2 separate regions of the Mus musculus genome follow, and region 2 is linked to region 1. A link is a contact called in public HiChIP or PLAC-seq data. All regions are on one chromosome and are shown on one strand. Each heading gives the region's core, a stretch centred on a gene start, on an enhancer-like site or on the middle of the called end of the contact. The rest is flanking DNA. Distances are from core to core; before and after follow the strand shown. Region 1 has its middle 5.8 kb from the start of Tmem179. Region 2 overlaps Gm30298 (a long non-coding RNA gene).

Evidence for each region. HiChIP or PLAC-seq counts read pairs in DNA pulled down with a chosen protein or histone mark.
Region 2: a FOXA1 HiChIP or PLAC-seq map of pancreatic cancer cells shows a contact between it and region 1. The contact joins two enhancer-like sites. A contact is called at or near these places in 1 of 39 promoter capture datasets (pre-B cells), 2 of 115 datasets of contacts at active chromatin or transcription factors (embryonic stem cells and pancreatic cancer cells) and 1 of 9 other capture datasets (pancreatic islet).

The regions. Positions count from the first base shown.
Region 1 is chr12:112,513,604-112,520,239 of GRCm38.p6, reverse strand. No RefSeq gene overlaps it. Among named protein-coding and RNA genes, the nearest start is that of Tmem179, 5.8 kb to the right of the region's middle. Within about 2 kb of position 3,144, at least 105 of the 459 cell types and tissues checked have an H3K27ac peak or open chromatin away from gene starts, as enhancers often do. A contact at or near this core is called in pancreatic cancer cells, where this site is marked.
Region 2 is chr12:112,699,860-112,706,495 of GRCm38.p6, reverse strand. Gm30298 (a long non-coding RNA gene) reads right to left here. Exons shown (of 7, transcript XR_003950268.1): 7 at 6,065-6,636. Among named protein-coding and RNA genes, the nearest start is that of Gm30298, 14 kb to the right of the region's middle. Within about 2 kb of position 3,910, at least 64 of the 459 cell types and tissues checked have an H3K27ac peak or open chromatin away from gene starts, as enhancers often do. A contact at or near this core is called in pancreatic cancer cells, where this site is marked.

The DNA of each region.
Region 1 (6,636 bases), core at 1,895-4,394:
CAAACCTGTAAGCCAGCCCCAGTTAAATGTTGTCCTTATAAAAGTTGCCTTGGTCAGGTTGTCTGTTCACAGCAGCAAAACCCTAACTAAGACAGTAAGTAAAAGAATAAATACCAAATGGCAGATAGATGACATCAAACTATGCACTCAAAGCACCCAGCTAACAGCTCCCGGGGAAGCCCTGTCCAGGCAGCTGGCTGGAGATCCTGAAAGAGTCCCAGGTGGAGTTCAGTCCCCTCAAGTCAGGCTTCCAAGTGAAAGAACAACCAGGAACAGGTAGAGAGAGCGTCATCAGATTGGATGCTCACAATATCCAGCAGAAACCAAGTGGGGAAGATGAGGCAGTCAGCAAGAGGTTTTGATTAAGTTCTTTCTCCATGGATATGTTTGTCATGGCTGAACTTAAGGCTTCTCTCTTACAATGGGACTGTTACATCATAAGATAATCAGTAGCAACCTCTTTTGGAGATGTTTCACTTTCTAGCTGTTCTCAGGGACACATTGTTTAGAGTCTCAGGCTCTTTTGTTGTTCTCTACTCCTCCCTTTGCAGTCTTAGAGCTGGAGGCTGGGCATCCCCAGTCAAAGAGCCTTGGAGGACATCTGACATAAATGTGCCTAAGATTTGAAGTACAGGGAGGACAGCCTTTCTACTACAGAGTCTCAGTGAGTTCAAAGACTGCCCGAGTTTACCAGTGACAGACACCTCTCTGAGAACAGAGCTCAGCTACTGAGGACCGCTCACAAGGAAGAAGAAAGAAAGAGATCCCCTTTGCATTTCTGCTGGGATGCTGGCACAGTCTCCAGCTCCCCTCTCCAAGTGTCCGGTCTACCGCCAGCAAACCTGTGCAGGGGATTGTCTTTTGTTCTTTTAGGCTTTAAAAATTAATTTATAGCTGGGTGTGGTGGCGCATGCCTTTAATACTAGCACTCGGGAGGCAGAGGCAGGCAGATTTCTGAGTTCGAGGCCAGCCTGGTCTACAAAGTGAGTTCCAGGACAGCCAGGGCTACACAGAGAAACCCTGTCTCGAAAAAAAATTTTTATTTTATTACTATTTATGCATACCATAAGTTAGAGTATCTGTATAGAGGCCTGACGGAGGGCACTGGATCTGGAGCGCACATTGTAAGCAGTTATGAGCTACAAGAAATGGGTTCTGAAAACTTAATTTAGGTCCTCTGGAGAGCAGTGAGCACTCCTGGCTCTGTACCTCTGTCTCTATCCACCTGTGTGTCTTAGTGTATTTATTTTGTCTCTCCTGGCACATCAGTCCTTTTCCACGTTGTCGGATAGCAAGGAGGTCCTCGCCAGAGGCAGTTGTTCAACATTGGACGTCATAGCACCCAGAGCAGCATGGAAAGTAAGTCTCTATACTTTAGATTCCCCGCCTGTCTTTTCTGTTGAAGCAGCAGAACACCCAAGCCTCACCACAGGGCTGTGGGCCCAGAGCTCTCCACAGTCCTGACATGAGGAACCAAGAGCAGCAGAATTCACGTGTTGCTGGATTAACATGGGTGTCACCACCAAGTCTGTTAATACACAACCTAGGGTGTCTACACCCATCACCTTGGCACTCTAAATTTAGCTTTGTGACAGACAATCATACATGCTAACTCTCAGAGATCTGACTGCTGCTCAGTAGTTCATAATTTCCGTCCTAAGGATGGCCAGAACCTTTCCAGTCCCCGGTTCAGGAACAGTAGCAATGTCCGTTACTGGCTACAACATATAGATTAAACATCTGTGCTCATGTCTCTACAAAATGCAGCAGGCACTGGTGTGGTGGTCTGTCAGAGAGGCACAGCCAGCTCAGAGGAAGGGCACAGGCTCCAGCTTCATCCCAGGCTATCAGTTTATCTCCAGACACCTTCCTGGCCAGGCCTATGAGTGCTGGCTTCTTCAGACTGGGACTGGACAGGGCCAGTCTTGCACAGCAGCCTTTGTGCACACATCTTGCTTTGAGCAAGAACAGATGTCTTTTGTATTCCAGGAAGCAGACTTGTTCCTCTGCCTTATCAACTTGCAGAACGCGCTGCACATTCAAGTGGTGGAAACGCCTGTTCAGACAAGTGCAAGTGTTTTCTCTCTGCCTATTGTTCATCTTTTGCCTCGATTCATAATGTATTCTATTTTACCACAGAGGGCTCACAATTTTGTGCAGCCTAATCTTTTCACCTTTTGGCTTTATCGTTCTTGGTGGTGTGTCTTGTGTAGCAGGGTCACCTGTGACTATGCAGAGTGGTCCTGTGGCTTGTCTTCCTCCATGACATTTCACTGGGCACACCAGACACTGGAATGCATGAAGTATATGCTCCGTGGGTCTGACTGGGGGCAGGTACAGTTATGTGTCTAATTGATTGGGCTGCAGTTGTCTAGCATTTGGTTGACAGGATTCCCGGCAACAGAACAGCGGACAAAGCCACACTCAGCCCCTGATCTATTTAGAATGCAAAAACTCTATCCCTCTTGTGTCCCTGTGGCATTGGCTGGTCTCAGACCATACCAAGGTTGTTTTCTTGTTTTGTTTTGTTTTGTTTTTGACTGTTGTTCCCACAGGGCCCCCACACTACAGCCTGCTTCATTGCGTTATCCCAAGATGGGTTTCTGGGAGACACTCGACTCTGATGTTTGTGGGCAGGGGAATTTAGGGTTAGACCATTGCTGGTGGGTCAGTGGCAGGGCTACCTCACTGGTGGCAGGGTGACCACTTTCCAATGGGATGAGACACAACCATCACCTACATCAGTTAGAAAAAACAGTTGTTTTACTGTCCGCTAGTCCAGTTTCTGATACTCATCGGGACCGAGCTGCTGATGGCCAAGGGTCCCTAGTGGCTGGCGTGGATTATTTCATCAAAGACTTATTTGTGTGTGTTGCTTCAGGTCAAGCAGCCTTTGTTTTAGTTTGTCTGCTTCCGTAGCTCTGAGACCAATCTCATCCGCCCACGTGTCCCACAGCTTTGCCCGAGTTCTCTCGCCTGCAGGCAAAGTAATCCCTGATTATGGAGTTTCCGGCATGGGTCATTATTAAGGACGCTGGCGGCATGCTGAGTCATGGGTTTTCTCTTCCTCTGTAAAGGTCAGACTTGCAGGGAGCTTCATTACTGCTATTTGCTTTTCCCCTCCCCCTCCGTGCGTTTCCTGCTGAGTCAGAGGTGAATGCAGAGGATGCCAGTCACATGTCCTCTTCCCATTGTAACTCTGCTCTTACTAGGCACATTCTTTCTGGGCAGGCAGCTGAGACGCATCAGCAGCACAGCCCGCTTACGTACCAGCTTGCTTGCCAGCCTGTCCTATACCTGCCGCTCTACAGCTTGCAGGACATTTCCTAATCAACTAGGCATTGAGGGTGTGATTGATGGTTTGAATATCCTTGGTCCAGGGAGTGCCACTATTGGAAGGTATGGCCCTGTTGGAGTAGGTGTGGCCCTGTTGGAGTAGGTGTGTCACTGTGGGTGTGGGCTTTAAGACCTTCATCCTAGCTGCCTCAAAGTGAGTCTTCCACTAGCAGCCTTCAGATGAAGATGTAGAACTCTCAGCTCCTCCTGCACCATGCCTGCCTGGATGCTGCCATGCTCCTGCCTTGATGATACTGGACTGAACCTCTGAACCTGTAAGCCAGCCCCAATTTAATGTTGTCCTTTATAAGAGTTGCCTTGGTCATGGTTTCTGTTCACAGCAGTAAAACCCTGACTAAGATAGAGGGAATGTCTCAACATTTGCATGGCCATCAATGTCACTCATTGACACACAGAAGATGACACCCTAGAGTTTCTCCTTTTGGACATCCTGCCTGCAGATGGAGCAGCCTCCTTTGCATGTCCTCTCATGCCTAGCAGGGACAGCACCATGGTCATGTCAGCAAGAAGGAATGCGATCCCATGTCACGTAGAGAAGGATGGCCACATCCATTGCCTTGCATGCTTAACCCTTTATGGTTTAGCTTCAGTTATCACATCTTATCACTCACAACAAGGATTGCTCCTTCCAAACTCAGGTCTGGTTCTGTCAGTCCCTGTTCCAAGTGTTCTGTGACTTTTCCTAGGGAGTCTATTTCTATTCCTGCCAGAGGGCAACAGACCAAAGAAACGGTCCTTCCAAGTCTAGCTTGATGAGGCAAGGAGTTTAATTGGAGTTACTTATGGGATCATGGCTGAATTGTTGGCAGCCACACAACTGAAGATGAATCTCCCTCCCTGGCAGTTGTCAGTCACTGACGTATCCTTGGGGGAGGATAGAGAACTCTCTGAGCCTCCCACACCCATGAGCCTTCACTTTCTATGAGGGATGTCAGCAGAATCAGTCTTGAGAGAGCCATATGCAGATGACCACAGCTGGTCTGATTTTGAAAATGACAATGACCAGGCCATACCCAGAGGACCTTGCTCTAAAATTCTTGTCAACATCTGAATCCACTGATTTAGAACCAAATCTTCAACACATGAGCTTTTGGGGGGATACTTTATATACAAACTGTATTGGGGGCCCTGTAGATGTGACGGTGGCTAAGGGCATTGAAGCAACTAAGGGAGGGTACGTTAGGAGAGCTCAGGACATTAGAAGAAACTCTTGCTTGGCTCTATAAGAAAACTTAGGGACCTCAAGGGTAGGATGCATGCTGTTGGACCCAATATCAGCACAGGTCACCTTTTTACCTGCAGAGAATCACTGAGGTGGAGCCCAGGAGGAACCTAAGCAGTCATTGCTGGCTTTGAAGATGGAATTACAGGGTCAGGAGCAAAGTATCTAGAAATTGGGAAAGATAAGGAAAATCCTCCCCTAAAACCTCCAGAGGGGAGTCATAACCTGGGATTAAATTCTGTGCTTCCAGAGTGTCAGGTGATAAGTTTGTGCTGTCCAAGCTACTGGGTCTGGTGGTGTTGTGATAACAAGAGAAAAGGCATTATTACTATCTCTGAGGAAACAGAGATAGTAATAGTAATAGCTTGGGAAACAGAGGGTTGTGAAATGCCAGAGTGGGCCAGGTAGACTGGGGAGGAGGGGCCAAGGGCTCAGACACAGGATGCACAATAGCCTTTGGAACATCTGAAGATGTGTGCGGAGAGAGGCTGTTGAGACTGTACTTACCAGAGCTGTTTAGCTGCACCAGGGAGACAACTGCACTGCTAAGAAGCCTAGTGACGCCCCCTGGAGGTGCAGGGTGGGAGTACCCAATTCTTAGGTACCCCCAAGGAGCCAGAAAGTGAAGGGAGATCAGAAGGCCAGGGTACAGGGAGCAGTGGAGATGGGTGGCCCAGCAGCATCTCTAGAGGACACATGGGACTGTCCCTCTAACCTCCTTATACAAGAGGGTCAGGACGATTCTGAGAGCAGCTGCCCTGTCAGACATTGTGACCTCTTGTCTAGTTTCTGAACCTGAGTCAGCTTCCACCCAGAACCGCTGGCTGGACACAGGGAAGGACTTAAGAGAAAGGAGTGTGCCTGTCCGAGCTCCCTCACAGCTGATCCCTCCGGCCAGGTCTGCACCATGCACCACCACCGTGTTGCTGCTTGTGGCCCTCAGTCTGTTTCCCAGGAAACAGGGCTCATTCGCCCATTCCAAGAAAGGCTATTGAAATTTGTATGTTTGTCTTGTATCCAAGCATCTTACAAAATCTTCTTGAAAATTCTAATTATTGTAGTAGAATAGCTTGAGAGTTCTTGGTGTAAAGTCACATTATCTTCCCATAAAGATAATTTCACTCGTTTCCATGGATACGCTATGGCTCTTGTTTCCTTGTCTCCGTTCACTGAGAGAATCATCAAACAAATGGTCAAAAATGACTGTGACAGTGAGCATTCCTATCTTGATTTTTTCTTTATCTGAACAGGTACAAACTTTGTGTCTTAAAGGCAGACTAACATAGTCTGGTAGTTCTCTTCTATTTCTTTCTTTCTTTTTTCTTTTCTTTTCTTTTCTTTTCTTTTTCTTTCCTTTTTTTTTTTTTCCAAGACAGGGTTTCTCTGTATAGCCCTGGCTGTCCTGGAACTCACTTTGTAGACCAGGCTAGCCTCGAACTCAGAAATTTGCCTGCCTTTGCCTCCCAAGAGCTGGGATTAAAGGTGTGAGCCACCACTGCCCGGCTTTCTTCTATTTCTATGCAGAATTGAAGAACCAGAAAGGGATACGTAGTGATATGCAATAGCTTTCAGATATGCCTGCACACAGAACGCAGGCTTTATCCCTTTGCTTGTTGATAAATCTCCTGTAGCTTAGCTCTTCTTGCCTTTGTAGGGTAAATTTTTACTTATCCATATTTTCTTACTAGTTCGCTGATTGTATTCAATTCACTGTTTTTTTTAAACTTGGCATTAATATTTGTAAATGCAATTTTCTATTATTTTATTTCCCACACAGTTCTGATGGGGTTTTTCCATGAATGCAATATTGGCTTTAAAAATGAAACATGAGAGTCAGGCGTCGTGGTGCATGAATTTAATAGCAGCACTCAGGATGCAGAGGCAAGAGAATCTCTACGAGTTCAAGATCAGCCTTGTCTACTTAGTGAATTTCAGGCCGTCCAAGGAAACATAAAGAGACACCCCCCCCCAGACACACAGACACACACACACACACACACACACACACACACACACACAGACACAGACACAGACACAGACACAGACACAGACACACA
Region 2 (6,636 bases), core at 2,661-5,160, 190 kb before region 1:
CACATTCTGTGCTCCAGCAGCATCCCTAGCCAGTCCCCAGTCACAAGAGTATGTTTTCATATGACCAACCCCTGACATCCACCTACGAAGACACCTTGGCAGCCTTCCCTCTCTTCCTTCCGAGATGGAAGGTAAGCTTGAGTAAGCCACCCGCTCTTGCTCCCCAATGGCACCTGCTAGTTGCTTGCTTTCATTACTATTTCTTAATATTTATTTATGTGTGTGAATGTTTGCCCATGTGTATGTATGTGGACCACGGACATGCATGGTGCTTGCAGAAGGGTCCAGGGTGACTTCCAGGTGGTTGTGAATTGCCACATGGGTGCTAGGAATAGAATTCTAGCTAGTTCTCTGTAAGAGCAGGCAGTGCTCCTAACCGATGAGCCACCTTCCAGTCTTACTTATTTGCTTTTAGGTGACTACTAGTGATTCCACTGAAGGAACCTTGATCTGTCACCTGGTAAGTCTCTCTGCAGCATGTTTGGCCAACTCAGGAATAAACTGTTACTATTTTGCAAAACTCCTAGCTTCATTGATTAGCAAACTGTGTAGGGAACAGGCAAAATGGGCCATTGAGTAATGAATGCTTCTTGCCATTCTCCCGCCCATCCATTCATCTACCCTCTGACCATCCACTCTTCCATTCACCCATCTAATCACACCTCCAGGCAGTACAGCTCTACAATGCCCCCAGTGTCTGTGGTGGACACTGCTTCCCAGAAGTACCCATTGGCTAGCCCTGGGGTGCAGAAGGAGCCCCAGGAGAAAGATCTTCTGAATGGGTTTGGAGGACTGGGTTGGCTTTTTTTTTTTTAAGATTTATTTATTTCATGTATGTGAGTACACTGTCACTGTCTTCAGACACACCAGAAGAGGGCATCGAGTCCCCATTACAGATGGTTGTAAGCTACCATGTGGTTGCTGGGAATTGAACTCAGGACCTCTGGAAGAGCAGCCAGTGCTCTTAACTGCTGAGCCATCTCTCCAGCCCTGGGGACTGGGTTGTTAACATCTGGTGGTGGCCCAGTGACCTTGCTGAAGGGACAGTGGGACACAGACAGTCACTGTGTGTGACAGTAAAGGTGCTTGTTCCTTCAGAGGTGGCAGAACGTGCTGAAAGGCAGGTTTGAGAATTCAGGGTCATCTGGGTAGTGAAGCTGTTGCTGTTCACCCCCATAGTGGTGATAACCCTTTGTCCCTCGTGTCCTAGGTAAGAGATGCAGGCTGGGTACAACTGTGCAGCCGGCTTTTGCATTGTTTGAGCAAGTCCCAAGGCCAAGGCCAGGGGACTTCCTGAGAAGGAATCGGGGCATTGGGGGACATGCATGACACTATCAGCTTTCAGCCCCCAGGTACACAGAGCCAATGTTATCATTTGATCTGGAAGTGCTCCCCACGGGCTTGGACCGTTCATGAGGCTGTGGAACCGATGTGGAACTGAGGTGCAGCGTGAGGAACACAGCAGTGGTTCTCAACCTTCCCAATGCTGTGTGACTCTTTAATACAGTTCCTCATGCGGAGGTGACCCCCGACCATTAAGTTAGTTTTGTTGTTGCTACTTCATAACTGTAAATTTGCTACTGTAGTGAATTGTCATGTAAATATCTGATATGCAGGATATCGGATATGTGATCAACCCTTGTGAAGGGGCGGTTCGTTCCCCCTTTCCCCTGCAACCCACAGGTTGAGAACAACAGGACATTGGGGGGGGGATCCTGGAGGTTGTACATCCTGTCCTCTGCTCCATAGCCCTTAATGGGAGCAGCCTCTTCGATCCCTCCCTCCATCATGATCTAATCTGCCCCATCATGCCTTCACTACCTCAGGGACTGAACCCTCCAAGTCTGTGAACAAAGTCAAACTTTCCTCTACTAAGTGGCTTCTGTCAGATATCGGATCATAGCACTGCATCAGTAACTATGGTGGCCTTGACCGTGGGACGAAGCCTTGTGATGTGTCTGGCCTTCCCTTGGATTGCGGCTGTGCACACTTGCTTTCCGTAGGCCCAGAGAGCCTCTGCTACCTCTCAGCCAACAATGAGAGTGTCCGAACACCTCTGATGTGCCGCCCTGGGAAGGCAGAGTGCTGGGGCGACAGGCCACGGGTCTGCCATGATGTTGGGAGCCAGAGCACTGCCTGAATGTCGCTCTGGGAAGGCAGAGTGCAGTCTAGGATAGGGGCCCCAGTCCATGTTGTTCTGGGTGAGAAACAGCGAGATCTGGGATGGGTGCTGTGTTTCTCAAACTCCTGTGTACCCAGAGCCAGTGGGAAACTCGAGGAGTTGAGAAAGGGGTTCCCATTCTCCTGTGCACCCAGACATTGCTGGGACCTCACGGAATTGGGAACAAGGGTCCATGGGGTGGAATCTGGCTTATCTCCAAGTGAGTGCCAGAAGTACTGAGGGGCTGGAAGAGAGGCCATCTATGGGAGGTCTGGGTGCAGCTCTTCAAAGACCTCCCCAGTCTTTGATGAAGGAGACAATCCTCGCTTATCCAAACTATTATTCATGGCAGATGAAAATGCATAGGTCAGCCGGGCGTGGTGGCACACGCCTTTAATCCCAGCACTCGGGAGGCAGAGGCAGGCGGATTTCTGAGTTCGAGGCCAGCCTGGTCTACAGAGTGAGTTCCAGGACAGCCAGAGCTATACAGAGAAACCCTGTCTCGAAAAACCAAAAAAAAGAAAAAAAAAAAAAAGAAAAGAAAAAGAAAAAAAGAAAATGCATAAGTCTTACTCAGGGTGGACCAGAGATTGAACACCTTTTGCAGGAAGGGATGCCCAGGAAGGGAAGCTCGTTGCCTAAACACTCGGGCCTATCTAGACATCTCATTAGCATGGAGAACTCTAGTTTTTTGTGCTGTTTAGGTGACTGTTGTCATGGTCCCCTTAGTGGTGTGTCGTGGTCACATGTTTCAGGACCAATAGTCTGGCCAGGAGCTGACTCTAATGCCTGCTGTTCTCAATTTTGAGATTTACTGGGGTTTTTAAATCTGCTTTGACCTTACCAGTTCTTCTGTCTGGTGGCATGGTTGCCCCACATGAGGGTCTCAGCCTCCCATGAGCGGAGTCTCTATGAGCCAAGTGCTCATGGACACATGAGTCTACTGCTCTGTGTTGGTTGGAGCCTGTGAGTCAGGCTCTTGTAAAGTCAAACTAAGGGGAGATCTCTGCACAGGCTGTGTGTTCTTGTAAGTGCACCCATGTAGCCACTGTGTAGCACCTGTGTTGCTACTTTGTGGGTTCTTCTTCCTTGCAACCTTTTCTTCCACCCTTCCAATCCCCTATCACTAGATAGGAGAGAAAGAAGAATGGAGGGGAAAGGAGGCAGTGTTATCATTAGATTACTTCCTGCTGGGTTGATTAAGGACACCAAGTTCCTGGGGGGAGTCCGGGAAGTTTGATCTTCACCATCAGATATCTAATTTCCTCCTCTCTCTCCTCCTCCTCCTCTTTCCCCTCCTCTTCTATGACTACTTAACAAACAGCGACCACCACCAACCAATCAACAACCCACACTGCCTCTTGGGACTCATTTATATACCCTCTTAAATGTCCCCAAAGTTTCAAATGTCACACGCTTGCAAAAACTATCTGTAGCAGGCAAAACCACGCCCCTGCTAGAGCACTGGGCAAACCAGTCAGCAGCTGTGGACAGCCTGAAGCAGCCCATGTCCCCACACCTGGGATATGAAAATTCTTAGATTCTTAGAATATTTTTGTGTTTTGAAAGAAACCAAAATTCCAAAATTGTCACTACATACCCATTGGAGTGCCTGTGTGGACATGGATCAAGCTTTACCACTAAGAAGTTTGCTTGGCTGGTAGATGTAAGGAGAACTACTGTTGGCAGCACTATCCCAGGACAGGTGGGTATGCATTGCATGAGGAAGCCAGCTAGGTATGAGTCAGAGAGTGAGCAAGCCAGGAAGCAGCGTTTGTCTGTGGTTTCTGCTTGAGTTACTGCCCTGACTTCTCTCAAGGGTGGATTGTGACCTGGAAGTGTAAGCTGAGTTGTTTTTAGTCATGGTGTTTATCACAGCAATGTAAAGTAAACTAGAACAGACGCAAAGCCCTTTAACCACCATAGAGGCTGGACTTGAGGAAAGAGATACAGTTAGGAAGTCACTGCTGTCCTCTGTGGGCATCCTTCCAAGCCTCCCCCAGGACCAATGGGCGACTATCCAGGTGGACCGGGGGGAGAACAGCCCGGCTTTCTGGGGTTATTATATACTAGTCATAAATTGACGCTCTTTAATCCCTGGGGCTCATCATGTTTCTAAGATCACAGACCATGAGCATCAAGTGACAAAAGGCTCAAGTCCTCTCACAGGGTTCTAGTGACTCTTGGGCATGTCCTGTGGTTAAGTCCGTGGATCTAAAGTGTGTTGAAGTTGGACATATGTGACAGCTGGCATGAAGTCCATGCTTGTCTCTGTGATCTATAAGAAGGGCCTGGGAAGGAGCCTCTAGGAAGGAGGGAGACAGATTCTCTCCACAGCCTCCAGCAGGATCGACCCTACAACCCATTGCCTCAAGTCTTCTGGTCTCCAGAAGAAGAGAATGAAGTGGTCATTTGTAGTGACTGGGTTTGTGGTGGTTTGCTTTGGTAGCAGTAGGAAACTCATAGACACCCCTTTGCTGCTGTGTGATTCAATGCACAGGTGGGTGGGTCTGTGATGCACAGGTGGGTGGGCCTGTGATGCACAGGTGGGTGGGCCTGTGATGCACAGGTGGGTGGGCCTGTGATGCACAGGTGGGTGGGCCTGATGTGGCAGTAGACCATCATAGACCATCAACAATGGCAGCTGTTCTAGATGCTCATTCTGGTTTATTTATAAACAAAGCCTGGGCTGGTCTCAAACTCAAGAGCCCCCTGCCATAGCCTCCTGGGTGCTGGCAGTACAGGTGAGATCATGTGGGTGGGGTGTGTGATCTTTTTGGAGTGAACCACCACTCCTTTGAAGCCTGGTATGAAGTTACTAACCTTTGTTTTTCCCTCAGTCTCAATTAATATGGCCAATCAGAAAAAAAAACAAAAACAAAAACATTCCTTCCCTCTACGTGGCATTACCCCACCCTGGTGACCTTGTCTCAGGATCGGGTCACCTCTTGTCTTCTGTCAGAACAGTTTACAGAGCCTTTACTACCCTCATGTCTCTCGAGTCCCCTCCTTTACTGTGTCACTTCACTTGGACCTGATCCTGGGGAGGTGACAAGCCATTAAACCCCTTAGACAGACTGCACCAGAGTGTGAGAGACAGATAGACTTCCCAGGTGGAGATGCAGCTAGGCTTCCCCTTACGCCTCCCCTCAAAGTAAAAGACAAATGGCCTCAACACGTGCCCCCTCCCGAGAGAAACAATGCAGTGTGTGGTGCGAGTGTGGGTCTGGGAGGCTGCCCGGCTCCAGCTCACTCCGGAGCAGGACATGAAGCTTCTGGATGCGGCAGGAACGGAGCAAGAACAAGCTTTACTGTGGTTCCCGGCCGGTACCCAGGCTGCTGCCACAAGAGCCCAGAGACCTAGAGGAGGGTCAGCGGCGGGAGAGGATGCCGATTCTGGGTGTTGTCCTAACGGTAGACCCACGGGAAGATGCTAGAAGGGTGGCGAGCTGTTCTGCTCAAATGTCACCCATTTGAATCGAGCTCTGACTTGGCCCCAAACATCAGCTGCCCCTGTGAGCTCCTCGTGGCTCACAGGGTGATATTTGATCTGCACAAACATAAAATTAAACACGCACAGCAGCATTCCTGTCGTTAAAGGGAAACTGTGAATCCGAGCCAGGCCCGAGCGGGTCCGGAAGGCACAGCAGTGCAGTGGCAGATGCTCCCTCTCCCGGTGTTGACGCCTGCTGCTTACCCTCGGCTCCCTCGGTATGTGTGCGGCCCCATGGGGCAGCCATTTGGCTGGTTAACAAAGGAGCAAAATAAAACCCTGAGCTGGTCTAGGCAAGGTCTGAGGGAAACTGGTACCACCGCCCCGTAGAGCAACCGTGTCTGGGGATGCTCAGAGACCATGACGGAGAGCAACCCCTGGCACGGAGGAAACATCCAGAAGGCTCTTTGGTAGTCTGCTTTATCTTCCAGAAGAGGCATTTACATGGGCTGGTAAGGTGTAGCTCATACGAGGGAAGATGGGATACAGCTGGGAGACAGGTTTACAGATCCCTTGAGGTGTACAGTGAGGACATTTATCTTTAGGGGAAATGCCATCAAAGACATCACCTGCAGAGGGGCCTCCGGGTGGACAAAAGGACACATAGTGGCTCATCCACAAGCTATGCAGTCTTCACACAAGATGGCCAAGGCAGCAAACATGGCACCCTTAAGGAGGCCACTCCCCACTCTTCTAGTGGCACCAAGCTCACTTCATTCGCAGCAAAGCTCTGTCCCCTGTGGGAGAGCACACTGGGTCCCCTCCCTGACAGCCTCACAGAAATCTTTCCACAAACGTCATTTGCAGCCAGGGGTCATTCAAGAGGCAATGAAGTGGAAGCAGCTCATGTTTTGAGCTCAGAGTCTGTGCTTAAATGCAGGACTGGTGTGATGGTACGGGGCGATGAGTCTTCAGAGGCTCCTGCAAGGACCTGCTGGGAGGCTTCATCTTCATGGTGACATGCTTCCTGCAGGAGGGACTG